Regions from separate parts of the Mus musculus genome. Here regions 1, 2, 3, 4, 6 and 7 are each linked to region 5. A link is a contact called in public Hi-C, HiChIP or PLAC-seq and promoter capture Hi-C data. All regions are on one chromosome and are shown on one strand. Each heading gives the region's core, a stretch centred on a gene start, on an enhancer-like site or on the middle of the called end of the contact. The rest is flanking DNA. Distances are from core to core; before and after follow the strand shown. Region 1 holds the start of Mrpl54 (mitochondrial ribosomal protein L54). Region 2 holds the start of Zbtb7a (zinc finger and BTB domain containing 7a). Region 3 holds the start of Dohh (deoxyhypusine hydroxylase/monooxygenase). Region 4 holds the start of Dapk3 (death-associated protein kinase 3). Region 5 holds the start of Mbd3 (methyl-CpG binding domain protein 3). Region 6 holds the start of Cactin (cactin, spliceosome C complex subunit). Region 7 holds the start of C2cd4c (C2 calcium-dependent domain containing 4C).

Evidence for each region. Promoter capture Hi-C pulls out the DNA fragments that hold promoters and counts their contacts. Hi-C and Micro-C count contacts between places; a contact is called where the count stands out from the background. HiChIP or PLAC-seq counts read pairs in DNA pulled down with a chosen protein or histone mark. Capture Hi-C pulls out chosen DNA fragments and counts their contacts.
Region 1: a promoter capture Hi-C map of liver shows a contact between it and region 5, with 3 times the contacts expected there. The contact joins the promoter of Mrpl54 here to the promoter of Mbd3 in region 5. A contact is called at or near these places in 1 of 39 promoter capture datasets (liver), 3 of 115 datasets of contacts at active chromatin or transcription factors (bone marrow-derived macrophages, double positive thymocytes and memory CD8 T cells) and 1 of 9 other capture datasets (liver).
Region 2: a contact with region 5 is called in a Hi-C map of B cells, with 12 read pairs. The contact joins the promoter of Zbtb7a here to the promoter of Mbd3 in region 5. A contact is called at or near these places in 3 of 484 Hi-C or Micro-C datasets (B cells, CD4 T cells and embryonic stem cells), 6 of 115 datasets of contacts at active chromatin or transcription factors (astrocytes, bone marrow-derived dendritic cells, bone marrow-derived macrophages and 3 more) and 1 of 9 other capture datasets (liver).
Region 3: a contact with region 5 is called in a promoter capture Hi-C map of liver, with 3 times the contacts expected there. The contact joins the promoter of Dohh here to the promoter of Mbd3 in region 5. A contact is called at or near these places in 4 of 39 promoter capture datasets (cranial neural crest, erythroid cells, liver and 1 more), 1 of 484 Hi-C or Micro-C datasets (muscle stem cells), 1 of 115 datasets of contacts at active chromatin or transcription factors (embryonic stem cells) and 2 of 9 other capture datasets (adipose tissue and liver).
Region 4: a promoter capture Hi-C map of liver shows a contact between it and region 5, with 4 times the contacts expected there. The contact joins the promoter of Dapk3 here to the promoter of Mbd3 in region 5. A contact is called at or near these places in 5 of 39 promoter capture datasets (embryonic stem cells, liver, neutrophils and 1 more), 3 of 115 datasets of contacts at active chromatin or transcription factors (astrocytes, embryonic stem cells and pancreatic cancer cells) and 2 of 9 other capture datasets (adipose tissue and liver).
Region 6: a promoter capture Hi-C map of liver shows a contact between it and region 5, with 4 times the contacts expected there. The contact joins the promoter of Cactin here to the promoter of Mbd3 in region 5. A contact is called at or near these places in 6 of 39 promoter capture datasets (cranial neural crest, erythroid cells, hematopoietic stem and progenitor cells and 2 more), 2 of 484 Hi-C or Micro-C datasets (muscle stem cells and myocytes), 4 of 115 datasets of contacts at active chromatin or transcription factors (astrocytes, double positive thymocytes, memory CD8 T cells and 1 more) and 1 of 9 other capture datasets (liver).
Region 7: a contact with region 5 is called in an H3K27ac HiChIP or PLAC-seq map of microglia, with 7 times the contacts expected there. The contact joins the promoter of C2cd4c here to the promoter of Mbd3 in region 5. A contact is called at or near these places in 2 of 115 datasets of contacts at active chromatin or transcription factors (microglia and pancreatic cancer cells).

The regions. Positions count from the first base shown.
Region 1 is chr10:81,264,438-81,268,481 of GRCm38.p6, forward strand. It overlaps Mrpl54 (mitochondrial ribosomal protein L54), which reads right to left and starts at 2,489. Exons shown (of 3, transcript NM_025317.2): 1 at 2,336-2,489; 2 at 1,214-1,370; 3 at 285-560. The coding sequence starts at 2,453. The coding sequence ends at 428. Apba3 (amyloid beta (A4) precursor protein-binding, family A, member 3) reads left to right here and starts at 3,735. Exons shown (of 11, transcript NM_018758.2): 1 at 3,735-3,882.
Region 2 is chr10:81,134,115-81,137,612 of GRCm38.p6, forward strand. It overlaps Zbtb7a (zinc finger and BTB domain containing 7a), which reads left to right and starts at 2,157. Exons shown (of 3, transcript NM_010731.3): 1 at 2,157-2,585.
Region 3 is chr10:81,382,826-81,386,804 of GRCm38.p6, forward strand. It overlaps Dohh (deoxyhypusine hydroxylase/monooxygenase), which reads left to right and starts at 1,609. Exons shown (of 5, transcript NM_133964.3): 1 at 1,609-1,753; 2 at 2,894-3,222; 3 at 3,588-3,664. The coding sequence starts at 2,949. It overlaps Gm48551 (predicted gene, 48551), which reads left to right and starts at 1,609. Exons shown (of 6, transcript NR_168929.1): 1 at 1,609-1,753; 2 at 2,894-3,222; 3 at 3,588-3,664. Mir6913 (microRNA 6913) reads left to right here and starts at 3,522; the gene lies at 3,522-3,587.
Region 4 is chr10:81,180,412-81,184,299 of GRCm38.p6, forward strand. It overlaps Dapk3 (death-associated protein kinase 3), which reads left to right and starts at 2,596. Exons shown (of 9, transcript NM_001190474.1): 1 at 2,596-2,685; 2 at 3,565-3,664. The coding sequence starts at 2,673. It overlaps Eef2 (eukaryotic translation elongation factor 2), which reads left to right. Exons shown (of 14, transcript NM_007907.2): 10 at 154-261; 11 at 393-746; 12 at 817-999; 13 at 1,082-1,214; 14 at 1,478-2,098. The coding sequence ends at 1,671.
Region 5 is chr10:80,396,810-80,400,867 of GRCm38.p6, forward strand. It overlaps Mbd3 (methyl-CpG binding domain protein 3), which reads right to left and starts at 2,722. Exons shown (of 7, transcript NM_001306143.1): 1 at 2,409-2,722. The coding sequence starts at 2,422.
Region 6 is chr10:81,319,552-81,323,096 of GRCm38.p6, forward strand. Cactin (cactin, spliceosome C complex subunit) reads left to right here and starts at 1,552. Exons shown (of 9, transcript NM_027381.2): 1 at 1,552-1,895; 2 at 2,887-3,454. The coding sequence starts at 1,660. It overlaps Pip5k1c (phosphatidylinositol-4-phosphate 5-kinase, type 1 gamma), which reads left to right. Exons shown (of 18, transcript NM_008844.3): 18 at 1-423.
Region 7 is chr10:79,612,287-79,615,966 of GRCm38.p6, forward strand. It overlaps C2cd4c (C2 calcium-dependent domain containing 4C), which reads right to left and starts at 1,732. Exons shown (of 2, transcript NM_198614.3): 1 at 1,471-1,732; 2 at 1-1,052. The coding sequence starts at 1,025.

The sequences.
Region 1 (4,044 bases), core at 1,239-3,738, 870 kb after region 5:
GAGCTGCACCCACATCCCAGCCGGAAGGGAATGGCAGTCCTGTCCCAGCTCCCTTTAGTGAGGGCGAGATACAGCTGGCTGGGGCTGACGCAACCTCTGCATAAGCACAACCCACCCAGAGGGCCCATGAGCATACCAAGTTACGGCCTCATTGTTGAAGTACCTGGACCTAGCCTTGCCTGAAGGCCTTGAGGACCAGGCCAGGCCCAGCCTCGGAGCAGAGCCTAGGGCCCTCCCAGGTGTGGCATCACAGGGCACAGGGCATGACACACATGTGCGTGGCTGCTGTAGGTCCCTTTGGTATTTATTTCGAGTGTGCATGACCTGCACGGCATGGCGAGCAGGTGAAGGTCAGAGGACTCAGTTCTCTCCCTGCTCTGGCTGGCCAGGGTTCCAGGCAGTCTCCCGTCAGGTGCCCATCATCACACTACAGCTTCTTGTTCTTGCTCAGCCGGTTGTGGCGCCAGATATTCTGTTTGCGAAGTAGTCGCCAGTACTCTCGGGACTCTGGTTCTAGTTCCTCTAGCTTTTTGGGGGGACCCAAGTTCACCTGGAACAGCCTGAGGGTGAGAGGCAGGGCAGCATGGACATCCTGTAGCTCCAGGGCGTGATTGGGGTCCAGGTGGGCCTCTACACCCAGTCCTGGTTCTCAGTGTCAGAGACTGAGCCTAAGGGACCTGGTCATCCCCACTCTGCTTCCCGTCTGCCCCTCTGCCCCTTGGTCTCTTGTTCCAGCCACATAGGCCTCTTCTCTGCTCCCAGAGAATTGGCTCTGTCCTTCCCCAGGACCTTTGCACAAGGCACACCTTCTACTACTTGGTCCTGGATCCATGTGGCCTCCCCAGGAAACACTTATTGCCCAGTCTGCATCCCACTGCCCCTGCCTCTCCCAATCTCCTGAGAATGTAGCCCACCATATCTGCCTGCTCAGGTAACTGGTTCCCAGCTTGCCCTGGGAAGGGGATACTTGTGCTGTTGACCAACCCTCTGGGTCCCTGGAACAAGGGTAGCTGGGGATCAGTCATAAATGTCAAGAAGCAGAGTCCTGCTGCCCCCTTCAGCCTTTGGGGACATATGGTCTTGTGTACTCACTGGCATCCAGAACCACCCATGACAAGGGTAGACGAGCACAGCAGGCCTCAGGGGGCTATCCTGGAGCCCCATGTTCCTGAAGGCTGGGTGTCAGGATTCCTATGCAGTGTGGTACACTCACCATGTGGGGTACTCGGAGTCTGCCTTCAGGGCCACATCCTGGCCTTCCTTGTAGATGTTGACCCCCATGGCATGTGTGGTGAGCTGAGTGGGGTCTGTGCACACCTCGGGGTCCTTCAGGGCCTCAGCGGCCACGCCGCCCTTGCCGCCCTTGCCAACTGCACAGTGAGAGAACGGGACACTTCAGCCTGCCCAGCTCTGCCCTCCTTCAACCCTCCTTTGTGTGGCCTCCAACAACCAACAGCCCCAGCTCTCTCCATGCATAACAGGGTCCCTTGTTATGGCACAGACCTGTCCCACTCCCGTGGGCCCTGAAGGCCCAGCCCATACTACACAACCCCTCTTCCATTCAGTGATGTTGACATGGTGGCACATGCCTGGCATCCCAGCATTCTGGAGCTGAGGCTGGGGAGTCATAAGACCCTGTCTCAAAAAAAAAAACAAAAAACCAATTCTGAGAAGAGAGAGATGGCTCGGTAACTCTAGGCCAACTTGGCAACATTTTTTTTTTTTTTTTTTGAAGACAGGGTATGTCATGATGTAGCTCTCCTGGAACAACACAAAAAAGTAAACACTAAAAATATTTTTGAGATGGGGTCTTCCTGGCAGGCCTGGAACTCACAGAGATCACTCTGCTTCTCTGCTGGGATTAAAGGTATCACGTTCGCCTCAAAGCGTAATTTTTAAATAATTTTAAATAATGATTATCACGGGTGTGTACACTGTCACAGTGCTTGTGGGATTGGTCATCTCCTTCCCTGCTTATGTGGGTCCTGGGGATCAAACTCAAGGCTTTCCAGGCAAGCACCTTGCACAATGAACCAACCTGCCCACCCACATTACTTTTTAAATTAAAATAATGACAATAACTTAGTTGATGTTGGTTATGTTTGGTGATTTACTCAAAGTTGAAGCGTGACACCCAGCCTGGTCCCGCCCTGTCCCACAAGGGCCGCGCCTGCGCACTGAGCGTAGAGGCTAGCGGCGCACCCGCAGGCCTCACTACGCTAGCACGCACCGTTTGGCCTCCGTAACGCTGCGCCTGCGCAGTCAATCCTCAGAACCCCACCTCCCCAGCAGCGCTCCGGCCGTACCCACTTTGGTTCCTTCGGAGCCAACTCACCTGGCTTTTTAGCATATTCCCGGATAGAGAATCCTCCAGGTCTTCTGAGGACCGGGAGCGCCCGGGGATGCCAGCGGGCCCACACCCGGGAAGCCCGGAGGAGATGGGCGGCCGCCATGACGCTGGCCGGCCGCTCGCACGTGCAGACTTCCGTGTTACGTCAGCCCTCCAGATCGGCTTTGGAGGTGTTGGAGGCGCCGCGGCCTTCTGGGAAATGTAGTCTTTAAAAAAAAATTTGCCCGACTAACGACTAATTTTAACTTCTGTAGCTATCGACCGTTCAAAGAATATTTCATTAAATTCTTGCCCCCAGTTCAAATGGTGATGGCACACCTTTAATCCCAGTACTCTGGAGATACAGGTAGGAGGATCTCTGAATTCAAGGTTAACCTTGGCTACTGCTTGAGTTCCAGGACAACCAAGGCTACACAAAGAAACCCTGCCTCAGACGATGATGACGACAACAACAACAAGTATTTAGATCTTTATTTACTTTAAATGTCACAGCAAAATCATGCTTATATCCCTTGTGGAATTTTTGAAAGCTTAAAAGTTAGGACAGTCAGTTGTGATGTGGAGGTGGAGGCAAGAGAATCAGGAGTTTGGGTCGATCTGTCCTACACAGCAAGTTTGAGGTCAGCCTTGGCTATATGAGATCTTGGCTTAAACATATGGGTAGCTGAGAATGATGGGAGTGATGAACCCCAGCTTAATCCCCACACTTGGGAGGCAGAGGTAGGTAGATGCCTGTGAGTTCCTGGCCAGCCTACTCTACATAGTGATACGTATGTGTTCTATTCACTAATAGAAAAAAGTGGGGTTTGGTGATTGGGGCTTCGTAGCAGAAATGGAGGCTGGATGCACACAGGAAGCTGAGGCAGGAGGATCAGGAGTTTGAAGCCAGCCTAGGCTACATGAGACTCTCAAGAATAAATAGACTAGTACTAGAATCTTCTAGACTCATTGCTAACAAACCTAACCAGGTGAACTCTTTTTAGATCACACAGTTAAGTTTAGGAATTATCATTGTCCCTAATCTATATGTAGGACCGTGATGCAAATTCCAGTGTCAACTCAAGTCTAGATTGTACCGTTATAGATCCTTACTGGGATACAAAGTGGAAGTCCGTCCTCAATAACTTCCATTCCCACTTTTCCTTTGCACTCCAAATTTTCAAGTCATGGCTCTCTTTACCATCCCTGGTTTCTGCCCATGTCCTACCTCAGCCGTTACACTCTGAAGTGATGCAGAACCCGATTTTAGAAAAGAAAAGCCAGTTTGAGCCTCGCCTCCGTTCTTGTAGTCTCGGGATTCGAACCTGAGCTCTACTATCTATACTGCAACACTGGCGAGTCCCCGGAAGGAGAGAGAGCGGACTCGAGGACTACATTTCCCAGCAGGCCGTTTGAGAGTGTGTATGCGCAATAGTCCTGGATGGTGCAGTGACCGATGATCCGGTTCCAAAGCTGGGATCCCAGAGAGCTGCTGACTCTTCTGGAAGGACGGGCGGACCGTCCGGACAATCCTGCCCGGGCCGGAGACACAGGTACTGCGGGCCGTGCGGGACTGGACAGGCTCCCGTGGGTGACCCAAGGGCAGTGTCTGAGTTCTGAGACTGAAATCTGAGTTCTGGGGACGGAGCCTGAGTTTCAAGGGTCAGAGCCTGAGTTCTAGGGGCTAGAGGCTGAGTTCTCAGGACCAGTGCCTG
Region 2 (3,498 bases), core at 907-3,406, 740 kb after region 5:
TCCCAGTCGGACACATCAGAAAACTGTTCTCTCAGGTGATGCTGGTCTCTCAGGAGGGTCTAGCCTGGGGTGGGGTAACAGCTGGAGTTGGAAGACGGAATTCAAGGCGACTCCTCAAGTCCCCAGACCACTTATTCCCTGACCTGGGTAAACCGAGGTAGGTGGGAGGAGCCTCAGCCTTGGGCGTAGAATTCTGGCATGGAACAGGTGACCCCGCCTCCCGTGGCCCAGGCAGGGCAGGGCGGGTGCGGCGACCCGGGTGCTTAAGTGCTCCTAGGCTCTGGTCTGGGGCTGAAGTTCCGGGTTCCCCCTCCCGCCCCCGCCGGGCTCACGTGGCTGTCCGGAGTCCTTCCCCATCTTCTTGGCTAGTGTCACTGCCTGGCCCAGGGCTTCCACTTCCCCTGTGGGGACCTCCAGGGTTTCCCCTTTGAAGGCAAGTTATTATACAAAAAGCCAGATGTATTTGGGTGTTGATGGGTACATTTATTTATTTTTATTTGAGACAGGGTGTCACTGTAGCTCTAACGGCCCTAGAAATCGCTGTGTAGTCTGGCTAGCCTCGAACTCACAGAGATCCACCTGCCTCCTGAGTGCTGGGTGTGCTGCCACGCCCGATTGAACCGTACTTTTAATTCGGTTTATAAAAATGTGTTGGTAAATGCGGGGAGGGGGTCGATGCTTTGATGTAAAAGAACAAAAGAAAAACAAAACTAACATACCGGGCTCCCTTCGACCTGGGGCAGTTTGTAAATATTATCAACAACAGAAATAACAATGAATGAAAAATAACTAAATTAAGGACCGGGCATTTGGAGGCTGACATCTCATATTGTGACAGACACACTTAAAGCTAAAGCAAGGATGGCCAGTCTCCATACGAAGGGGAACTGAAGGGGAAACTGAGGCCAGGCGCTGGTTCTAACTCCCCGCTCCGCCCCCTCCCCAGAGCCAGATCCACAGTCAGGTCGTCTGGTGGCTGTGGCGTGCTGGAACCCGAACCCAGCAGGCCTGGTGAACCGGGATGTCGCCTGTCCCCTCCTCTGCCTTCCCCTCCCTCTCCAGACCTCTCCCACGACCAGAGAGGAAGTGGGAGAGAAAAGGACAAGGGGGTGAAAAAAAAAGAAAGAAAGAAAGAAAGAAAACAGAAAACGCAGGGTTGGATTCGCACTTTCCTACTTCCCACCTCTGTCCTGCGGAGCTGTGCGGCGCCCCTGCGAGGGTCCGGGTCCACGCCCCACACCAGCCGGGCCAGCCAGCCGGCTGCGGGGAAAATTACAAGGCCTGGAAAACAACCGTCCTTCCCCGCCCCTCGCCAACCCCTTCCCCGCGCTACGCCCCTGGCACAGCCGGGTGGAGGCGACTGTTTTATGTAATCGCGGGGCGGCAGGTTTGCTGGCTGGCTGCACCGGTGAGGGCGGGACCCCCGAGCTCAGCTGACATTTCGCGGCCCTGCAAGTCTTCCCCTGGGGGGTCCCTGGTATGGCTTTGGTAATTTAAGGCGCAGATGGGGGCGGGGGTGGACGGAGACCCGACACTCTAAAGCAACCTAGCTGTACTTGCAAACTCTGGGTTCCTCGCAGTTTGAGTAAACTGAGGTTTATGTGGGGGTTAGGGGACCTGGAGCTCAAATGCAGACTCTGATCTTTTTTCTTCCTTTCCTGGGTTCTTTGCACTACTTGGGTAAACTGAGGCCAAGGATGACAGGAGCGCCGATGCAACCTCGCCGACCTTGCAACAGACCTTTTCTTCTCCTTTCGATTCCTTGCATTATTTGGGGAAACTGAGGCTCAGAGAAGGGAGATGCGGTACCATGGCAGCGCCCTGGTGGCCTTGGAGAGAGGTGTGAGGCAAGGGACCGTCACTTCCTCGCCTTCATCTCAGCTCCTTGGGCCAGAGGGCCCCTTACGCCCCGGCACCCAGTCCTCCGGGTGCGCACCGCACTCCCGCCCCCATTGCCAACCCGGTCCCGCCCCGCCCCGGGCTTCGGGGGCACAGCCCGCGCCCCCTGAACCCCGCCCTGCGCGCACAGGCCGGGGCTGTTTATCTGCGGCCCCCACCCCCTGAACCCGAGGGGCCCCTCTTGCCCGCCCCCAGCACCCTGGGGTGCTCCGGGCCGTAGATAAGCCAGCAGGCTGGCACGGCGCCGCGCACGGGGCGGAGAGGTCACGGGCTTGCCAGGGGAGGGGCCGATGGGTCGGGGCTGCGCCCCCCGCCCGCCCGGCACCCCCAAATCCCTAATCGCAGCCCGATCTGCTCTCGCGGCGCAGCCCCGCGGGACGTGGCAAGAGCCGACCTGCAGAGCCTGTTCTGGCCGCGGTGGCCGGGGGGGCGGGCTGGGCGTGGGGGTGCCGGCGCTGCGGCACCTTTAAGACGAGGGAGGACCCCTCTTGCCCTCGGACAAACCAGGAAGGGAGTCGCGAGCATCATACGGGGCTTTGCGTACTGTACGGCTACTGTAGGGGCAGTGACGCCGCCGCCCGCCCGAGCGAGGTCCGCGCCGCGGGCTGCCCCGATCGCGCGTCCTCCGGGCTCGGGTCCCCGCGAGGTAAGCTGCCCGGGCTGAAGGGGACTCCTCTCCCGGAGAGGTGGGTTTTGTTTTTCTTTTTTTTTTCCTTTCTTTCCTTTTTAATTTCCTTGCAGGGTGGGGACGCGGCCGGGGGCGCAGTGCGCACCCCGAGAGCCCGTACGGAGCGGAACGGACTGGATGGGGGATCTGGGGCGCCTCCGTAGCTCAGGGGTTCTGGAGACCAAGATTGCCCGGCCAGAGCCGAAGAGGAGTCGGGAGGCGGGGGGGCTCCGCCCGGGTCCCTCCGGGGCGAAGGGCACAAGCCCGCTCCCGATCCCTCCTCCCTACTCGGGCGGCACGGCCTCAGGGTTCCCGGCGCGCGGCCCGCGGGGGAGGGGAGCCGGGCCTCACCGAAGGCGAAGGTGGGGGCTGAGGGGTGCGTCGCGTGCTAAGTTTGCAATAGGGCCCGGGGCGCGCCGCTCCCCTTTCCGAGTGGTAGTGGGCAAGCGGGGGGCGGGGAAGGCCTATCCGGGATTGCGCGCAGACGTTGGAGTTGGCCAGGATGGAGCGCCTTGGCGGAGGGGGGGAGGGGGCTGACAAAACAGGGAGGGGGGCTTTGCAAAAAAAAAAAAAAAAAAAAAAAAAAAAAAAAAAAAAGGCCCGAGAGAGGCGGAGGGAAGGGGTGAGGGGTGGAGTGTCTGGGAGGCGGGCGCGTCGTCGCGGTTCTCCTGGGCTCTGTAGTTCTTTCGCTTATCTTCAGTGCTTGTTGTTTTGGAAGGTGGCCTTGGAGAATAAACTACAAATCCCAGAGTGCCTCGCGATAGCGGCGGGTCAGGGAGGGGCGTTGCGGAGGAGGGGCGGTGAGTGGCAGACCTGAGGGCCAATGGATACTAGAAATCGTCCGGCGCGGCGCTGCATGGGGGTGGAGCCTGCGTTTGGGCGGGGCCTGCGTGCAGGGGCGGGGTTTATGCAGAAGAGGCGGAGCTTCCGCG
Region 3 (3,979 bases), core at 359-2,858, 980 kb after region 5:
TGGCCTCAAACTCACAGAGCTCCACCTGCCTCTGCCTTCTGAGTGCTGGGATTTAAAGATGTAAGCTCAGTTATAAAATGTTTTAAACATTCATTCCCAGTCTAATATTCATTTTACTTTGAATTTTTGGCATGTAAATTGTGTATTTTTAGCGTATGTACTGACATTTGCATTTTCCACATTTATATCCATGCATCATACAAGCCCATATAATAACAGGCTTCCTGGTAGCATTCTGAAAAATAGTGTATTTTTGTCTTAATTTTATTTTTACTTTAAAAATTGTTATTACCATAAATTAAATTTACATAATTATGTAATAACGGACTTCATGGAGGCTGGAGACATGCTTGGTGGTTGAGTGTACTGACTGCTCTTCCGGAGGACCCAGGTTCAGTTCTCAGCACCCACATGGTGACTCACAACTCTGACTCCAGTTCCAGAGGATCTGTCGCCCTAACATAGACACACATCCAGGCAAAACACCAATGTACATAAATCATTAAAAAAGTAATGAGGAAGCCAGGCGTGGTGGCACAGGCCTTTAATCCCAGCACTCGAGAGGCAGAGGCAGGCGGATTTCTGAGTTTGAGGCCAGCCTGGTCTACAAAGTGAGTTGCAGGACAGCCAGGGCTATACAGAGAAACCCTGTCTCAAAAAAAAAAAAAAAAAAAAAAGTAATGAGGAGGCTGGAGAGATCAGTGGTTAAGAGTACCGACTGCTCTTCCAGAGGTTCTGAGTTCAATTCCCAGCAACCACATGGTGACTCACAACCGGTGTACTTATATATTATAAGTACATCTTTAAAAATAAATAAATAAATCTTTAAACCAAAAAAGTAATGAACTTCATGACATTTACACACACACACATATATACATTTGTTTTGTTTTTTCGAGACAGGGTTTCTCTGTATAGTCCTGGCTGTCCTGGAGCTCACTTTGTAGACCAGGCTGGCCTTGAACTCAAAAATCCGCCTGCCTCTGCCTCCCGAGTGCTGGGATTAAAGGTGTGCGCCACCACGCCCGGCTTTTTTTTTTTTTTTCTCCCCGAGACAGGGTTTCTCTGTGTAGCCCTGGCTGTCCTGGAACTCACTCTGTAGACCAGGCTGGCCTCGAACTCAGAAATCCACCTGCCTCTGCCTCCTGAGTGCTGGGATTAAAGGCGTGCGCCACCAACGCCCGGCATATTTAAAAATTTAAACTTCGACTTTATGGTCATGTCACTGCCGTATATCCTGTTGATCCCCAGAATCGAACTCATTCTCAAATTGACTGCAAGTGCCCTCACTGCTGAGATTGCTCGTAACGCCTATTTTATCTCCCATTTCTTTTCCTCTGTTTTGGTCCCAGAGACCATTGGCCGCGCCCTGTAGAACATAGCCACGCCCACTATACACTGCGCATGCGCTATGCACGGCCGGCCCGGTTGTGCTGTGAATGGGATCAAACCATTTTCTTTTCTCTATGGGAGAGACGGTCGGAAACTCTTCTTCCGGAGGAAGACCGGAAGTTGCTTCTCCGGCTCTTAGGACAGTCCTGGGGCGTCGCTGCCGCATCGTTCCGGGTGTGGTCACCCCTAGTCGCGACGATGGTTCCGCCCAGCATGGTCACGTGGCCATCAAGATGGCGGCGTCCAGAGGACGTCGCGCGAGATGCGTCCGCGGACCTGTTCTTGGAGCTGTCGCAGCGACTCTCTCCATCTGTCCCGAGTATACGGAGCTTATTGACGAGTCCCTGTAGACGAAAACACGGTGAGCAGTGCCAGAAGTGCCCCCCCTTCGGGGGACTTCCGCTTTGAGGTACTCGCTGCTCCCGGGAGCGCTGGGATTTCCCTTGAGGGGGTCCTACGGGGAATTGGACCCTTTTCCTTCAGTATTTGACGTCACACAGGATATCATGTAGCCCAGGCTAGCCTCCAACCCACTGTGTGGCTACGAATGGCCTCCTCCTACCCCGTGCTTAGCTGACAGGTTGGCCGCCTATGCGGGGCTCACGTGCAGGCCGGCCCGCGCTTGACCTCTCAGCTTAAGTATTTGGAAACAGGATCTCCTGGGACCGGTTATCTTCCTGCTTCAGCCTCTGCCCAGCCTGGAGCCTTTTTGAATTAAGCGGGAGGCCCCATACCTCGAATGGGCACTCTTGGACCCACGAGATCCTTGGTCTCCCCTGTTGTTGCTCGGGGTAAATCGGGATGTGGGTCTCACTGCCACACAGCTGCTGCCAGCTCCCGTAGACCTGCTTCATGTGTGTTGATGAATTCCATTTTCAAGGTGTGACTGTAGGCTGATGGGCATCACTGGTGAGGCAGCCATACCTGCCTCATTAAACTCGGGGACGCTGGGTGACATCAGAGCCCAGAAGGCCTTCCAGCTTGCCACAGCCTGCTAGTCCAGTTTGTTATGTATGCATCTGCTGTATGTCTAATGGCTGACAGGGGCCGGTCCTCTTATACTGGACGATGTCTGTTTCCGTGTTAATTCATCCGTGAAAGAAAACACCTGTGTGGGAGTGTTGTCCTGCATCTATGGGGCCATGCAGAGGGTACAAGTTGTGCAAAGGCAGGAGCAGGGAGAAGTCCGGAGGGAGGAGGGGACGGATAAAGTGTATCCCACAGGGCTACATGAGAACCTCCAGTAAGGTGGTGTGGGAGGCAGGGGTGAGATCCATTTTGCAACTGACAGTTTCTAGATCCCTCATCTAAGCTATCCTGAAAAAGTCTGGCCAGGTGGTGGTGGCGCATGCCTTTAATCCCAGCACTTGGATGGATGTGGAGAAAGTTCTGTGGCCTGGAGCTCAGGGGTCCTCCTGCCTCAGCATCCCGGGGCTGGAATGGCAGATATGCAGGTGTGTGCCCTAGCTTGAGATTTCCCCTTCTCCTTTTTCTACCGTAGGTTTCTACTGCCTAGAATCCGGCCTTGCAGATCACGTGCTGGGGAGGCCGTTGCCATGGTAACGGAGCAAGAGATAGAGGCCATAGGGAAGACCTTGGTGGACCCCAAGCAGCCCCTGCAGGCCCGCTTCCGGGCCCTGTTTACACTTCGGGGGCTTGGTGGCCCTGATGCTATCTCGTGGATCAGCCGGGGCTTTGAGGACAGCTCTGCTCTTCTGAAGCACGAGCTGGCCTACTGCCTGGGCCAGATGAGGGACGCACGGGCCATCCCTGTGCTGGCGGATGTGCTGCAGGACACGAGCCAGGAGCCCATGGTGCGTCATGAGGCAGGTGAGGAAGGGCAGCCCAGTGCTGTGTTCAGCTCTGTCCCTGGGGCACAGATGGGTGCCGCACAGGGCTATGGACAGCGCACGGGGGTGGTCTCCCCAGCAGAGATTTTGCTTCTGAGTTGGGACCTATGCCAACCTGTTCTTCAGGGACTTGGAATGCTGTCCCTCTGCCCAAAGTCTAGTGATGACTTGTCACTCCACCCAGGGGCACTGGCTGGGGTGGGTGGCTTTAGACCCGGCGGGCCAACTTCTTGAGTTAAGGATTCGGATTGACCAGCTCAGAGGCTGTTGGCCCAGCTGTGACCTGGGAGACCAGTCAGGTGTTGGGCATCAAGCAAGCTCCTCTCTACTGATTTGTCTCCTCAGGGGAAGCCCTGGGGGCGATTGGTAACCCGGAAGTTCTAGGCCTCCTGAAGCAGTATTCTACGGACCCAGTGGTTGAGGTGAGGAGACTCTGACTGGCCCATCTCTGCCAGGACAAGCTCTATAGGCCACATCTGGTTACTAGGGCAACCTCCTGGAAAAGGAAACTCTCGAGATGGGGGGAGGGGCACCTGTAGGGTCTCCCACAGCTCTGGGTCCCCAGCTTTGAGAATTCTACCCTTGTCTGTTCACTGTCGAAACCTATGACCTATATGGTCCTTCCCCTTGCTCATACTGTACCCACAAATCTACTTTCTACCCCTGGATCCCCCTGTTCTGTACATTCCTGTCACGGAGTCTGCATTGTGTAGTCTTCGATGTCTGTGGCTCACTGA
Region 4 (3,888 bases), core at 1,346-3,845, 780 kb after region 5:
GTGTGCCACTAGGTCTTGGCTTATTGTGGTTGGAGAGGGGGAACACCTGGCAAAAGCAGGGGAGGGCTGAGGCTAGGCCTGTATTGGCTGTTGTCATAGGGCTGAGCCCTATGCCTGGGGAGGACGGCAGGGTGCTGACCATTGTTCCCACAGTGCATCATTGAGGAGTCTGGAGAACATATTATTGCTGGCGCCGGTGAGCTGCACCTGGAGATCTGCCTTAAGGACCTGGAGGAGGACCATGCCTGCATCCCCATCAAGGTGGGCACCAGAATGGGCGTCTCATCCTTCTGCCTATGTGCCTGAGGTGCTGCACCATGTGCTGAGGGTTCTATGCAGGCCCCCTGGAAGCCCTGTAGTGTTGACAGTTGTGGTCTGTTTCCCTTTCACAGAAATCTGACCCTGTTGTGTCATATCGGGAGACAGTCAGTGAGGAATCCAACGTGCTGTGTCTGTCCAAGTCCCCCAATAAGCACAACCGGCTGTACATGAAGGCCAGGCCCTTCCCTGATGGCCTGGCAGAGGACATCGATAAGGGTGAGGTGTCTGCCCGCCAGGAGCTCAAGGCACGTGCCCGCTACCTGGCCGAAAAGTATGAGTGGGACGTTGCTGAAGCCCGCAAGATCTGGTGCTTTGGCCCTGATGGCACTGGCCCCAACATTCTCACCGACATCACCAAGGGTGTGCAGTACCTGAATGAGATCAAGGACAGTGTGGTGGCTGGCTTCCAGTGGGCTACTAAGGAGGTAAGTGACTCAGCATTGGTGACCCTGTGTTCTGAGGGGCTGCTGGTGTCTAACTTCCAGCTCTTCACAGGGCGCTCTCTGTGAGGAAAACATGCGTGGTGTGCGGTTTGATGTTCATGATGTGACCCTGCATGCTGATGCCATTCACCGGGGAGGTGGCCAGATCATCCCCACAGCACGCCGCTGCCTGTATGCCAGTGTGCTGACCGCACAGCCCCGCCTCATGGAGCCTATCTATCTGGTGGAGATCCAGGTAACTTGTGTATCTTAGGTGGTGTCTGTCTATCCTCCTGCCTCTGCCCACTGCTCACCATGTTCTCTCTTTTTCCTCGAAGTGTCCTGAGCAAGTGGTGGGTGGCATCTACGGTGTCCTGAACAGGAAGCGTGGCCATGTGTTTGAGGAGTCCCAGGTGGCTGGTACCCCCATGTTTGTGGTCAAGGCATACCTGCCTGTCAATGAGTCCTTTGGTGAGTGTCTGGTCCCTGGGGTTTGCAGATAACCTGCAAGGCCTGTGTAATATAGCTGCGGGGTGCAGAACAGAAGCAGATTTCTGTCATCACGGCCAGCTTGCTTAAGGGTGCCAGGAAAGACAGAGCTACAAACTACACAGAGAAACCAAAACAAAGGACCCAGGAATCCCTCCTGGGAGGGGTGGCAAGACAGCTAAGCATGTCCCCCCCCCACCCCACCCCCCCAGGGAAGTCACCTGAGTCTCCTGTCTTCTGTCTAGGCTTCACCGCTGATCTGCGATCCAACACCGGCGGCCAGGCCTTCCCCCAGTGCGTGTTTGACCACTGGCAGATCCTGCCTGGGGATCCTTTTGACAACAGCAGCCGCCCCAGCCAAGTGGTAGCTGAGACGCGCAAGCGCAAGGGCCTGAAAGAGGGCATCCCAGCGCTGGACAACTTCCTGGACAAACTGTAGGCAGCCTGATACTGCCACATGCTGCACAGTGCCCACCCATCAGAAGACACCTTGAGACTGTCCCACAGTGCTCCTCTAGAGGCTGCTGGGGCCACCCTGACATCACTCAGCACTCACTTGCTACCAATTCTATTTATTTCGGAATTACAAGATAGCGGGAATCTCTCTGCAGGCTGGACTGGCAGGCTGTGGGGTGGGCGGGACACGGCTCTTAACATTTTCAGAGGGAAACGCGCAGATGTCCAAAAGTCTAAATAAATGCATTCAGAGGTTTTTGGGGTCCATGGCCAAGTGGAGTTCCCCCAGAGGGGGAGGTGGGGTAAGTGCCTCCAGGAAGGCAGGCAGCCTGCCTTAGACTTGCAGCCCGGCTGTGGGAATGAATCATTGGAGTAATAAACTACAGTGGTTGATCCACATGTGCTCGCAACTCTGTTTTGTACAGCGCACGCTTTCCTGGTTTTCAGGGTATCTGGCTACCCTTAGGTGGCCTGCGGTGATTCACACATAACACACACACTGCACCCCGTGCGACAGAATGGGTTTTATTGTGAGTTCACAGTACTGCCTCAGTCCATTCCACAAACTTGAATCACTCCATAGACCTGCACATCAGGGGTTTGGTCTGCGCATACCCGGCTCCAGGTTATTGGCTTTCAGCCTCTCGCGTTAGCCAATCATCAGCCAGGAGCCCAATAATGATGTGCTCCACAAGGGCGGTGTCGAGCCTTCCTGTGAATCTGTCAGGCTGGCCAATGAGCACTGGACTCTCGCCTAGCCTTGGGTGATGACGTCACTAGTCAACGTCCGCTTCCGCTGAGAGGTCAGATGCTAACCAATGAGCGTGTGCATTCAATTTCCGGTTAAAGTCGTAGTCCAATGAGCGCTGGTTTTCGGGTTTTGCGGAGGTGTGCCCCTGCGCTGTCAGCGCATGCGTAGATGCCGTCTCAGGATTTGTACCGGAGGTTCTCGCGGGGGCCTCGCTGGCACCGGGCGGGGACTCGATGGCTGAGGACGGTACGAATGGGCCGGGTCCGGGACGTTGTGTTGGGACCCAAGGGACACGCGACGAGGGCGGGAGCGAGGGGAGGGAACCCGCGAGGGGCATGGCTTTCTCCAATCTCGAGGGGTGGACCTCTAGGAATAGCAACACTGCTGCGCATGTGTCAGGTTTCCGGCGACACCCCTGAGTTCCGGGGTGCTGGTGGGCATGATTGACAGGTGAGGAAGCTAGGTAGGAATTTCAAGAGCCGGACGCTATGGAAGTGTTTCGAGTAGAGAACCCCACGCTGACTTGGAACTCTGTTTAATCCTCCAGCCTCAGCCTCTTGAGTGCTAGGGTAAAGGGCACCTGACACTGTATTGTGTTTTATAGTTTTGTACATATATATATATATATATATATATATATATATATATATACTGCTTGAGAGATGTTGTTCCGCTTCTTTTAGTTATATCTATGCTTGTTTCTGAGAGGGGTGTCACAGTGCCCGCAGGTACCTGAGGTTCCTGAAGAGAGCGTTAGAGGTCATCAGGCCTGGGAGTTAGAGATACTAGTGAGCACTGGAAACTGAACTTGGAGACTGTGCAAGTACAGCACCCACTCTTACCGTCTCAGCCATCTCTCCAGTCACTTGAGCTGGTCTCATGGAACTCAGGCTGGCTTGTAACTCACCAAGTATTTGAGTATGCTCTTGAACTCGTAGCCGTGCAGCCCTCCGCTCCCCAGTGTGGGGTGTCAGGTTTGCTCTACCATGACCAAATTGTGGGTAGAGGCTGTAGATGACCAAAGAAAATCTGGGGCAGGGGCATTGTGTGTCACATATGCTGGGGAAGCCTCTTGGGAGAAGTCGGATCCGTGATAAACATTTCCTGTTTCCTCTGTCCCTCCAGCTCCTGTGTCCCCAGAATCCTTCAGAAGGCCAGCCGCCATGTCCACATTCAGGCAAGAGGATGTTGAGGACCATTATGAGATGGGAGAGGAGCTTGGCAGGTGAGTGGCGTGGGAGGTGGGTGCCCTTCCTCTCCTCAGTGTCTTGAAGCAGTGGCCACAGAGTTTTCTGGTGGTACCACGCCAGACTTCAGGTTCCCAGATGACAGGGAACCTGAGTTCCTTTTCTCTCGTGTCCTCTGTGGAGAGAGACACAGAGACCTGTAGCTGCTGCCCCTGAGCCGGGGACAGTGCCTCGGAGCATTGTCTGCTATGGGATTGTTCTC
Region 5 (4,058 bases), core at 1,472-3,971:
AAATAGCTGGGCAAGGCTTGGGGTGTTGCTGGTCTGCGGCCCAGAAGGCTGCTCCCTGATCTCCTCAACAGCTGAGATGGGGCACTAGGACGAGGCACCGCAGCCCACATGCTGTCCCAAGCTTCGGCATGGACCCCTACTGGACACTTGACTGGGACTGGAAGCTGCTCAGGGAGTGGGGAGAGCATGGGGCAGTGAAGGCAAAGGACCGCCCTCCCCCAACCGTCTCTTGTTAACCAGGTTGCTGTAGCTGAGGATGACTGAATTCCTGGTCATCCCGTCCCCACCGTCTCAATGCACTGGTGACAGGCACAGGGAAACCTGGTTCATGTGGCTGGGACTGGGCTGAGCGCTAGGCACATGTTCTACTCACTAAGCCCCAGCCAGAGCCCCTGGGCCTCCTTTTAAAAGATAAATATTCTAAAATCCAATCTGACAGGGCCTCCACCAGTTAGAACATGGTAAAACCCCTCCACCTCCTAACAAGTGACTCTGGCATGCAGGTTGATCACCCTAACAAAACCCTATTAAACAGGAACAATGGCATATGCCCCTCTTGCAGCAAAAGCAGAGGAAGGAGGAGCCACAAGTTCCAGGCCAGCCTGGGCTACACAGCAAGACCAATAAAAAGGTAAAACCAACCCGAGTCACAAGGCTGTTGGCTGCTGGGGTGGGGACAGCACTTCTGTGCAGGGCCTAAGGAGCTCGGCTCTGTAGGTCTGTGTGCACATGGAGTGTGCCCAACAGCTTGCTGAGTGGGACAGTTTGAGCTGCCCTCATCCAGCGATAGGCCCATAGTACACCCAGGGCTGACATCCTAACTCTCCAGCCCTAAGTGTTTCCAAGGTATGTGGGAGGAGTCCGTGAAGAAGAGACTGTCTATACAAATGCGTTGGAAAGCACTGGTGGCTATTCTGGGGCATGGATGTGAGCTAGCAGCTGTGGGGGATGAGACAAGTGGGACAGGTACAGCTTGGGGACAAGGTGTCTTTGGATCATCTCTCAGAGGTGTTGGCCCCATTGCAAGTAAGGGAGAAGGGGAGGAAGTCCCATGCACACAGGGCACCATTTGCATGTAGCCCTACTGGGAAAAACCCTACCTACTGCAGACCTATTAGAAGCAACAACCCCATCCCTCTTTGCAGTCTGAAAGGAACCCAAGTTAGCCCTGGCTTCCAACCTTACTGCCAAAACCCACGACTCCTTAAGACCAAAGGGCCAGGCAGTTCAACTCACAATGCACCACCCAATTCCGGGTGCAGTGGAGTAGGGACAACTACAGTCGGCTAAAAAGGTAGATGCTCCAGCCGTAGGGCAGCATGCATGCGGCCCAGGATTCTATTCACACCACTGGGGATAGAACTGGGGAAGAACAGCAGGTGTAGGTTGCCTGGCTATTATTCAGATAGACAGCTTTCACTGCCCTGATTAAAAGGTTGCAAATATGGTCTATGTAGACGCTGCCTCAAAAAAAAAAAAAAAAAAAAAAAAAAAAGGCTGGAGAGTTGGCTAAGAGGTCATGAGTTCAATTGCTAGCAACCACATGGTGGCTCACAACCTTCTATTGGGTGATCTGATGCTCTCTCTTCAAGCAGGCAGAGCACTCATGCATTAAATAAATAAAAAATTTAAAATATTTTTTAAAGAGCAGACTTATTCATAAAAAAGTCTTGCACACAAAAACCACATTCACATTAGTCAGAAGCCACTGTGATGTTACATTTGGGGCCACCGCTCAAGAAGAGCAAGGGCTTTGGAAACGCCATAAAAATGGGGGACATTTTGCTGAACAAGAAGCCAAACCCAAATTTATGCAGGTGAGGGGATCAGGCCACCTGGGGCAGTTCCCTTGCTTCCCGAAACCATGATAAAGTCCCCGCGAGGGTCAAAGGGTCAGCCCATCCCCCTCCCACCCCCGCTTCCCAGCGGCGTCTGGCCAAGGCCCGGGCGCCCCTCGCACGGCGCGCACGGTCCCCGATTCCTTGGAGGACAAAAGCCCGCGCCACAGGCGGGCTAAAAGCCACGAGGCTGAAGCCTTGGCTGCAGGCGTGGCGCACGCGCACTCACAGCAGCGCTGGGTGGCGCGGATCAGCAAAAGGCAAGGCACTGGGTTCAACGCATGCGCGCTGAGGCGAGCCATGGCCGGCGCGTGCGCACTGACCACAGCTGGCACGTAGGACGCACGCTCGGACGCACGCTCGGACGCACGTCGCCCGGCCCAGACCGCGGCCCGCAGTCGGGGCGCCCAGGCCGCCGCAGAGGCCGCTGGGAGGCGCCCGTTGGGGCCCTGCGCGGCCGGCGCGCTCATTCACCTATAGTAAAAGACATCCCTGTGGCCGGCCGACAGCCCCGACCTCCTGGGCACTTCTTCCCTTTCCCAGCCCTGCGGGAGCGCCGGGCACTCCCACCTCTTCCGCTCCATTGCGCCCCGGCTTTTCCGCCCGCCGTGGCCGATGCCGCCGCCGCCGCCGCTTCTGCAAGTTGCGACCCCCGGGCTCGTCGCCGATTCGGCTCCCTCCGCCGCCGCCACTCGCCGCAGCTGTTCTGTCCCACGGGCCTCCGCCCTCCGCCCCCAGCCGGGCGCGCGCCGGCTTCGCCACCCGCTCGGCCCCCTCCCCGCGCTTCACAGCCCCCGCTAGGGGGGCCGCTCCGCCCACCCGCCCGCGCGTGGGGCTCGTCTGCGCAGGCGTGGAGTCGGCCCCGCCCCTTCGCGCTCGCAGGACCAGTCTGACTGCCGTCCAGACTCTCTGCGCAGCCGCGGCCCCGACCCAGCCTTCGCTTGCCTTCAAGACCCGCCCCAAGGCTGTGAAGCCAATCAGATCACTTCAGCTCCTCGGCTTAAAATGCACAGTTGGCTACGTCCCGCCTTGCGGGAGACGCCCACAGGGCATGGAGACCAATCAGCGCTCAGAACCTCGTTCTGTGCTTAACTTCTCATATAAATCTGCTCTGAGACAAGGACAGCCAATCAGCGTGGCCGGGGTGGGACAACCATTGCGTTTGCGCTCTAGACTCCGGAAGCACAGTGTGTGCTGCACCTGGTCTGTACCAAGCTGGAGCAGTTTCGCCCGAGCTGCCGTCCTGGTCCTGGGGTCGCGCTGGGCTGCACCTGCGCAGTGTGCGTTTGTCAGGGACCCGCCTGGGCTTTGTGAAAAAGATCGAGTACAACTCGGGGCCTTCGACGCAGTCCTGCTTCCCTCTGCGTTTCGTTCTGGCCTCTCGGCTGTTCCAGCCCCAGCCTCTATTGCGTTACTGCGAGGACAGAAATGCACCACCACTCCCGGCTTCACCAAGAACTATTTAAGAAGTTTGTTCTTTGCAGCAGTACTGAAAATAGAAAGCAGAACCTTACACGTGGTAGACTTTCTGCCGTTAGGCTGCACCCCAGCCTGAGTTTGATGGCTCACGAACCTATTTAGAACATTCCTGGCCAGCCTGGGCCACACAGCAATACCCTAAAATCAGGCCAGGAATAGTGGCACGTGCTTGCCATCTCAGCACTGGGATAGTGGAGGAAGGAGGATCAAGCACTTCAAGACCAGCTTGGAGTTTACTAGATCCAGCATCAGAAGGAAGAACAAAACCAAAAACTGGTTTCTAAGTTAGTGAATGGAGTCACTCGCACTATCGCCCCTTGTCTACCGCAGCCCTGAGGACAGGGAGCTGGGGGGTCACTTACTCCTGCTTGGTACTGTCGGCTGCTTTGCCACTCAGGCCCAGCCAGACTTACCCAGGGAACATGCCTGAAGGCCAACTACCTTCTCACCCAGGCTTCCATTATACAGTACCTGGAAGACCTCTCTTTGAAAGGGGACCCTCCCTGACAAGGAGAGCTGCCAAGGGATCATGAGGTGAAATCACAACACATTTAAAGATCTTTGTCTTGCCTGCAATTTTTGGAGCTCAGGAACTGTATTTTATGAGCTAGGATTTGGGTCCCCAGATCAGGAGGAGAGATCAGATCACAGTGAAGAAGGTCAGGGGGACATGGAGGCTGGGATTAGTGTTTTGTATTTTTGAGTCAGAGTCTGACTTTGTAGCTTTCCCTGGCCTTGAAC
Region 6 (3,545 bases), core at 302-2,801, 920 kb after region 5:
TTCTGTTCTCCTCAAGCCATCCCAGCAAGTCCCCTGTCCAGCCCCACATCAACCTCAGTGCAATATGCCCTCCCCGTGGGGTCCCTTGGCACGGTACTGTCTGCAGCCCCTTGTCTCTCACCCCTAGCTCCACTCTCCGGTGGTTAAAAATCGCATCGCACATCCTCCCCCCAATCCTGTTTTTATTGTTGAATCCATTCTGTAAACTACAAACCTCGTGTGTCTTACTCATCAGGACTTGGGATCCCTCGTCCTCAGCCTATGTGGTCTGGTGTTTGACAATCCAAGCACAGTGTCCTCTTGGCACCAACCAGAGGGGCCTGTCCCTCCAGCGCAGCCGGCAAATGTATGCAGTCCAGGTCCCCGCCCCACCTGTCACAGCCCCTCTTTTTGAGATCTGTAATAAATCTCTAATAAGAAACAGCTCCTCTCCGGTGACTTATGCGTGCGTGCGATGGGAGAGCAGGCGAAGGGTGGGCACCACGTGTTTTGTCTCCCCCGCTCTAAACCCTCCCTGGATCCCACATGATGAATCCCAATTCGCAGATGACTTCCTTTCTCCAAGCCTAAACTTCCCTATCCATAGATTAGCCACAAGTTGAGCGCAGTACGCAAGCTGGCGGGCGTAGTAGTACTCAGACTCGTCCTGGAGTCAGCCAGAGACTGTCTGTTCATGTCCTGTTGTTTTATTAGCTCGGAACCGGTTGCTACAAGGCTACCCTAGAAACCGAGGACTCCCGCGAGCGCTTGGGTCTCCGGGTTTCAATTTTTAGAAGTACACCGGGCCCTGCAGGTTTAAGTTCCGCCCACTCTAGCCACGCCCCTTTGACGTCCTTTTCCAAGCCCAGCAAGACCCCTAAGCGCAGTTTCTGGGTTCATTGGCCCCGCCCTCAGATCCAATGTGTCCATCTCGCCCCCAAGGTCCCGCCCACCGCCGCTCTACTTCCTCCCACTCCTCAGTCGGCCACTCTCGACTACATATCCTGCCCGTACCCATTCACAGTTCGTAGTTACAGATGTCAATCTTGCCTCAATCAGCCCCTCTTCCACCCTCTCAAATCCTGATATGCACTCCTCCGCCCATTGGTCTACGCCTGTCAATCTAGTTTACCAGACCCCGCCCACCCCGGCTCCCGTAACCGCCATTCTTGCGTTCCTTCTCAGGCCACGCCCAGCGCAGGTCCCCGGCCGGGTCTCCCGATCTACAGTTGTCGATCTCCGTAAGCCCCGCCTAACCCAGCCCTATTCTTTCCCCATAAGCTCCTCTACTAGGCTCCGCCCCTAGGGCACTGCCCATGCAAGTGCAGGCTCCGCCCACTAGGCGCCTCTTCCGCCCTGGAACAACCGCCTCGTAGCTCCGCCTCCCTAAGCACGCTACTCGCCGGTCACCTAGGGCGCGAGGGAGGGCCCACCTAGGTCAGTCTCCTTCACTGCATGAATGGAGCGTCAATCCGCTAGTTCTAACGGCGTCCCGTTAGGAATCTACTATGTGTTCCCAGCTTGAGAACTCCGGAGAAATCTCGGGTTATGTTGTCCCTGGAGTCCCGGTTAGAGGGAGTAAGTCATTCCCTGTGATCAGGCGCACTTTGGACAGTCCTTAGAGCGCCGCGCCAAAGGAAAGCCCCCGGCGCCAAGCTTCCTGGTTGTTTACGCGCGCGCATGCGCGGCGCGGGCCGCCAAATGGGTCGGGACTCTCGCTCGCGCTCACGGTCTGTGGGTCGCAGGGGTCGGAAGCAGCGGAGTCGAAGCCGGGGCCGGAGCCGCAGCCGGAGTCGGAGTCGGAGTCGGAGTCGGAGTCGGAGCCGGAGCCGGAGCCGGAGCCATGGGCGGAGCAGCCGAAGGCGACGGGAACACGAGCGGCGGCGCGAACGCAAGCGGCGCAGCCGAGGGCGCAGGTGAGCGTCCTGGGGGCTGCTCGGGCCTGGGAGCCGAGGGACAGGCGGGGCAGTATCCGAGATGCCGGGCTGCGCCGGGGCAAAGGAGACTTCCGGGGACCGCGGGCCATGAGCATAGGGGACCGAATGACTCCACTCGCCACCTCTGCATTCATAGACATTGTCTTGTCCCGGGCTGGCCTCCTGCGTCAGCCTCTGGAATGCTCGGGATTACAAGCCATTGCCTCACAGTTAAGGTTTTTTGCATTTCCTCATAGTTAATTCTGCTCAGTTGACAGCCCTTCTTCTCAACTGGCAGTACTTCTAACAAGTTGACCAAAGCCTAATCAGGACACCGTTCATACAGCACTGGAGATACAAGCCCGAACAGCCACATCTATCTTTTACTGTGGGTACTGGGGATTCGAACTCATGTCCTCAAAATACTACCTGGTGGTATTCCTCTTTCGTGGTTCCTGGGCTGTCAGAGAGTCCATCTATTGGGCCTCTCGTCTGTCATTTCTCATCCCTTCTACCTGTCATCTCAGCAGGACTTGACGGCACTGTACACACCAGTAACCCCAACACTTAGGAGACAGATAAGAACCAGCCTGGCTGTAGAGGGAGTTCCCACCTGATAGCATTGTAGATGTCATATTTAAAATAAAACAAGCACTCAGAAAGCAGAGACAGGAGGGTCTCTGAGTTCCAGGACAGCCAGGGCTACACAGAGAAGCCAGCCCTGTCTCGAAAAAAATCAAAAATTAAAAGAAAATAAAAACTACATAAAAAAGAACTACTCCCTCACTTTTAACCTTCATTTCTCTTGCTGTATTGTCTGTTATGGCCCTGGGACTTGTGTAGCTCTACTATGAAGGACAGCCTAGCTCATGTGGGGAGCAATGTGATTTACAGGCCGGTGAGGCTAGAATTCTAGGCAAGTACCTCAGCACCTAGGATGGTGCCCAGCAGCAGCCAGCATTGAACAGGTCTTGATGTGTCCTTCCCACAGGTCAGATTCGGAAGGAGAGCAGCGGCAGAAGTCTAGGAGGCGAAGCCAGAGCCTTCGACCACCCCGATGGCACTCACAGAACCAGTCCTCATGCTCTGACTCGGGTGAGGAGCGGGCTCAGGGCTCCTGGGCCCGTAAGGGTCACAGGCGCTCGTGGTCCCCGGGGTCATCAGCGTCTAGCTTGGACTCCCCAAGACGCTCCCGGAGTCCCGGGACAGCTACCCTGGCCCTGAGCCAGCAGCAGAGCCTGCAGGAACGGCTGCGGCTTCGTGAGGAGCGGAAGCAGCAAGAAGAGCTGCTCAAGGCCTTCGAGACGCCTGAGGAGAAGCGTGCGCGGCGACTGGCCAAGAAGGAAGCTAAGGAACGCAAGAAGCGGGAGAAGATGGGCTGGGGTGAGGAGTACATGGGCTACACCAACACCGACAACCCCTTTGGAGACAACAACCTGCTCGGCACCTTCATCTGGAACAAGGCCTTGGAGAAGAAGGGCATCAGCCACCTGGAGGAGAAGGAGCTGAAGGAGCGCAACAAGAGGATCCAGGAAGACAACCGTCTGGAGCTGCAAAAGGTAGGCCGGCCTCGCACGCACGCACACTTGCATGGGAGCTCACATCCTCTTCTGGAGGCTGGATGTGCCTGGACACACGCCTCTCACCATG
Region 7 (3,680 bases), core at 482-2,981, 790 kb before region 5:
CAATTGATGCTCCGGGCATCACAGGGCCGGTCATACAGGCCCTCGGCCGCCAGCAGGCGCACACGCAGGCGGGCCTGAGCAGCCTCGTACTCGGCCAGCAGCCTCACGCTGCCCCTGGTGCCCATCTTCACTGTGTGCTCTCCACGTGGTGCCTGGCCAGACTCCGGGCCTGGCTCCGGGGTAGCCCTGCGGGACAAGCGGCGACGGACACCTGGGCTGGTGTCTGGTGTGCTATCATCCGCAGACAGGGAGCCATGGCGACCTACCGACTGTTTCAGCTGGCTCACTTTGGCCTGGCTGTCCTGGGCGAAGCCCTTGAGCAGCGATACAGAGCGAGACAGCAGAGGGGACCCGAAGGGGGACGACTCAGCAGAGGACCCTGTGTCACTTTCCCCGCCACTGAAGTAGCGGCTAGGGCTCATCAGGGCCCCCCCAACCTCCCGGGATCCCCCATCACCTCCATTGCCCTTGGCCCCTGCTCGCCGGCGGCCAGCACCAGGGGATCCGACCTGGGCCAGGGCCCCGTGCTCACTGTGGAAAAGGGACTCCTTGCGCCTGGTGTGGGGGCTCTCGGCCAGTGTGGCAAAGCCATAGGATGTCTGAGCCTTGGGCACAGAGGGCAATGACATGGCACCCTGCGCCTGGGGGTCAGCGTTGGTGGCTTCCTCGGCTGTCCAGTCCTCCGCACTCTCTATCTGAATCACATGTCGTGTGGCTGCCTTCAGCAGGCTCCTGCTCTCTGAGGCCAACTTGGCCGGCAGCCGGGGACTGCGAGGTGCTCGACGGGGCCCAGGTGAAGCCAGGTTTTGCTCTGAGGTGGAGGGGCCCAGGTCCGCCTGTCCCTCAGCCTCTGTGGGGCCAGAGGGCAGCTTGGGCGGGATGAAGAAGTCGGGGATCTTGTCCGGAGTCAGCACGTTGCTATACAAGGGACCCTTGGAAGACTTGTCCCCAGCCTCACCGCGGCTGGCTCCGTTCTCCCCAGACCCCCGAAGTCGTTCCAAGAACCACATGTTGGTTTTTCTCATGAGGGCGACAGGCAAGAGACCAGGAGTCTGAGGAAAGAAATAGGAGTCAGAAGTGACACTTGTGCTCAAATGTCACCTGTCAGGGCTGTCAAAGGGTCGGACTTGTGTTAAGGGGTCACCTTAGGGTTATCAAGAAGTTGGCATTTATGCCCAGCTGTCAACTGACTGTCAGGGATGTCAGGGGGTGGTACTGTACATGGGAGTCATCCGCCAGGGCCCCATGGGCTTGACACCTGGTTCAGGGGTCACCACCTGTTAGGGTTGAAGCCAGCGTAGTGTAGGATCACGCTGAGCACTTGGGGCGCCCTGAGCAGGGTCAGTCTCCCACGCGAGCTGGGCCCGGCCTGTATCCTGCGCACCCACCCACCACCACCTCAGGGGATCGGGGTCCCCCCAGGGAACCACAGGCCTGAGCATCCCGGCCCCGCCCCCAGCTGCCACCCACCTGTGGCTTCACTCAGCTGCTGCGCTGTGCGTTGGGGGAGGCGGCGACAGCCCTGGGCCCGGTGCAGCGAACTGACCGCGCCCCCGACTCCCTGTGCGCCGGGTATGGGTAGCGCGGAGCGCGCTGGGCTCACCTGCCCCACGGGCTGCGGCGACTCCGGAACGCGGAGCTAGGCTACAGCCCGGCGCAGCTGCGAGCGAGGCGGTAGCGCAGTGGCCAGCTCTCCTCTCGGCGCGGGAAACCGCCCACCAAGCCGTATTCCTCCGATTGCGGCCGCGCGCCCGCGTCCTCGCAATCCGCGAGGGGCGGGGCCTCCCGAACTGGCGGGGAATCGGGGGCAGGGCTCCTAATATAAATAGGGCGGGTCTGCATGCGGAGCTGGGCCTAGGAGACAGTCTCCTGGTTCAAGCTGAGGAGGGGGGAGGCGGAGCTACTGGTAAATAGGGTGGAGCCTGAAGAAGGGGCGGAGCTGGCAGGAGTGTCTGGACTACATTGTTCCAGCCAGGGGCAGGGTTGGTAGCACTGAACCACCTGCCTGGTACAGGGTGGATGGGGCATTGCCTCCTGGTACAGAGAAAGAGTTCTGTGAGGGGTGAGGGGTGATACCAACTTGTATAGCCTGTGGTCCTGGGCAAGACCCAGACTACTGATCTAAGCCTCCTGATGCTAGACTGAATGGAATACATAGAGTCTGGAAGGGGAGCTGAGGGGCGGGGCTTGTGTCACTGAATCCAGCTGAGTCTAGCTGTACCACTTCTAGTCCCAGCCTCTCCTCTCAGCTCTGGGGAACACAACAGATCCCTTCACTAGCCAGCTGGTCTTCAACCAATAATAATAACTCTAATGATTGGAATTGGGAACTGAGTCCCAATCAGCCTCTACATGACCTTCTCCATCTCTGGTTCCCATGGCCACCCAGCAGGGAGTCAGTCATCCTCAGCGTTTGTAGATGAGGTGACAATTTCACTCTAGGAGAACAACCCACCCAGAGAAAGGCCTGGTCACTGTTGGCTGGGTTTCCACAGCTCAGCATCAGGTACTTGGTGTAATACACCTTCCATGGGCCTACATTTATCTGGTACCCATCTATGGCCAAATGACCCAGATGCTGGGAACAGTCTGATGGCTATCCTAGTGACCAATGAAACAGGTAGCCATGGAACAACACACCGGCGAATGACAATATAGGTGTGTGGCTCTCCATGACAAAGCTATAACAGTCCTGGAGTGGTGACACACACCTTTAATTCCAGCATTTGGAGGGGGAGGGGAGCAGAGGCAGGCAGATCTCTATGTGAGTCTAGCCAGGTCTACATAGCAAGTTCCAGGACAGCCAAGGTTACATAGTGAGACTGTCTCAAACCAAACAAAAACAAAACAAACAAAAATCTTGTAACAGGAAATCTAGAGGGCAATGGAAGAAACTGCCATCCATCAGCCATGGCAAAAGAGACCTAGCAGGGTAAGGCCAGGCTCAACCTAAGGTTAGCTACAGGATCACAGCCCCCAGGAACCAGGTGCCTTGGGCTTGCTCTACTGGCGCTTCAATCCTGTGGCTGACCATACTTCCCTCTGTGTGATGGCAGGTAAGTCTCCCAACCTCTGAGCCTCTATAGGTGAGCAAGCATCTTAGCCAAGGGTGTCCTGACTCACCCCAGAGCCTGGCTCCCATAACTCAAGCAGCAAAGGACCCCAAAGGCTGGCTCCCATACCTGAGCACAACTGCTGGCTCCTGCACTGATGTACCTGGAAGCTTAGAAATGAAGGCCCTCTGGCAGTGGTGGCGCACACCTTTAATCCCAGCACTTGGGAGGCAGAGGCAGGCAGATTTCTGAGTTCGAGGCCAGCCTGGTCTACAGAGTGAGTTCCAGGACAGCCAGGGCTACACAGAGAAAACCCTGTCTCAAAAAAAAGAAAGAAAGAGAGAGAGAGAGAGAAAGGAAGGAAGGAAGGAAGGAAGGAAGGAAGGAAGGAAGGAAGGAAGAGAGAGAGAGAGAGAGAGAGAGAGAGAGAGAGAGAGAGAGAGAGAGAAAGAAAGAAAGAAAGAAAGAAAGAAAGAAAGAAAGAAAGAAAGAAAGAAAGAAAGAAAGAAAAGAAAGAGAGGAAATGAAGGCCCATGGGGAAAGGTATCTGGAAGTGGGTCCCCAAACCCACCCTCTTGGCCCCTGTAGACCCCACCCTGCGGCGAGGAAGCCTGGCCCTTCTAGCTG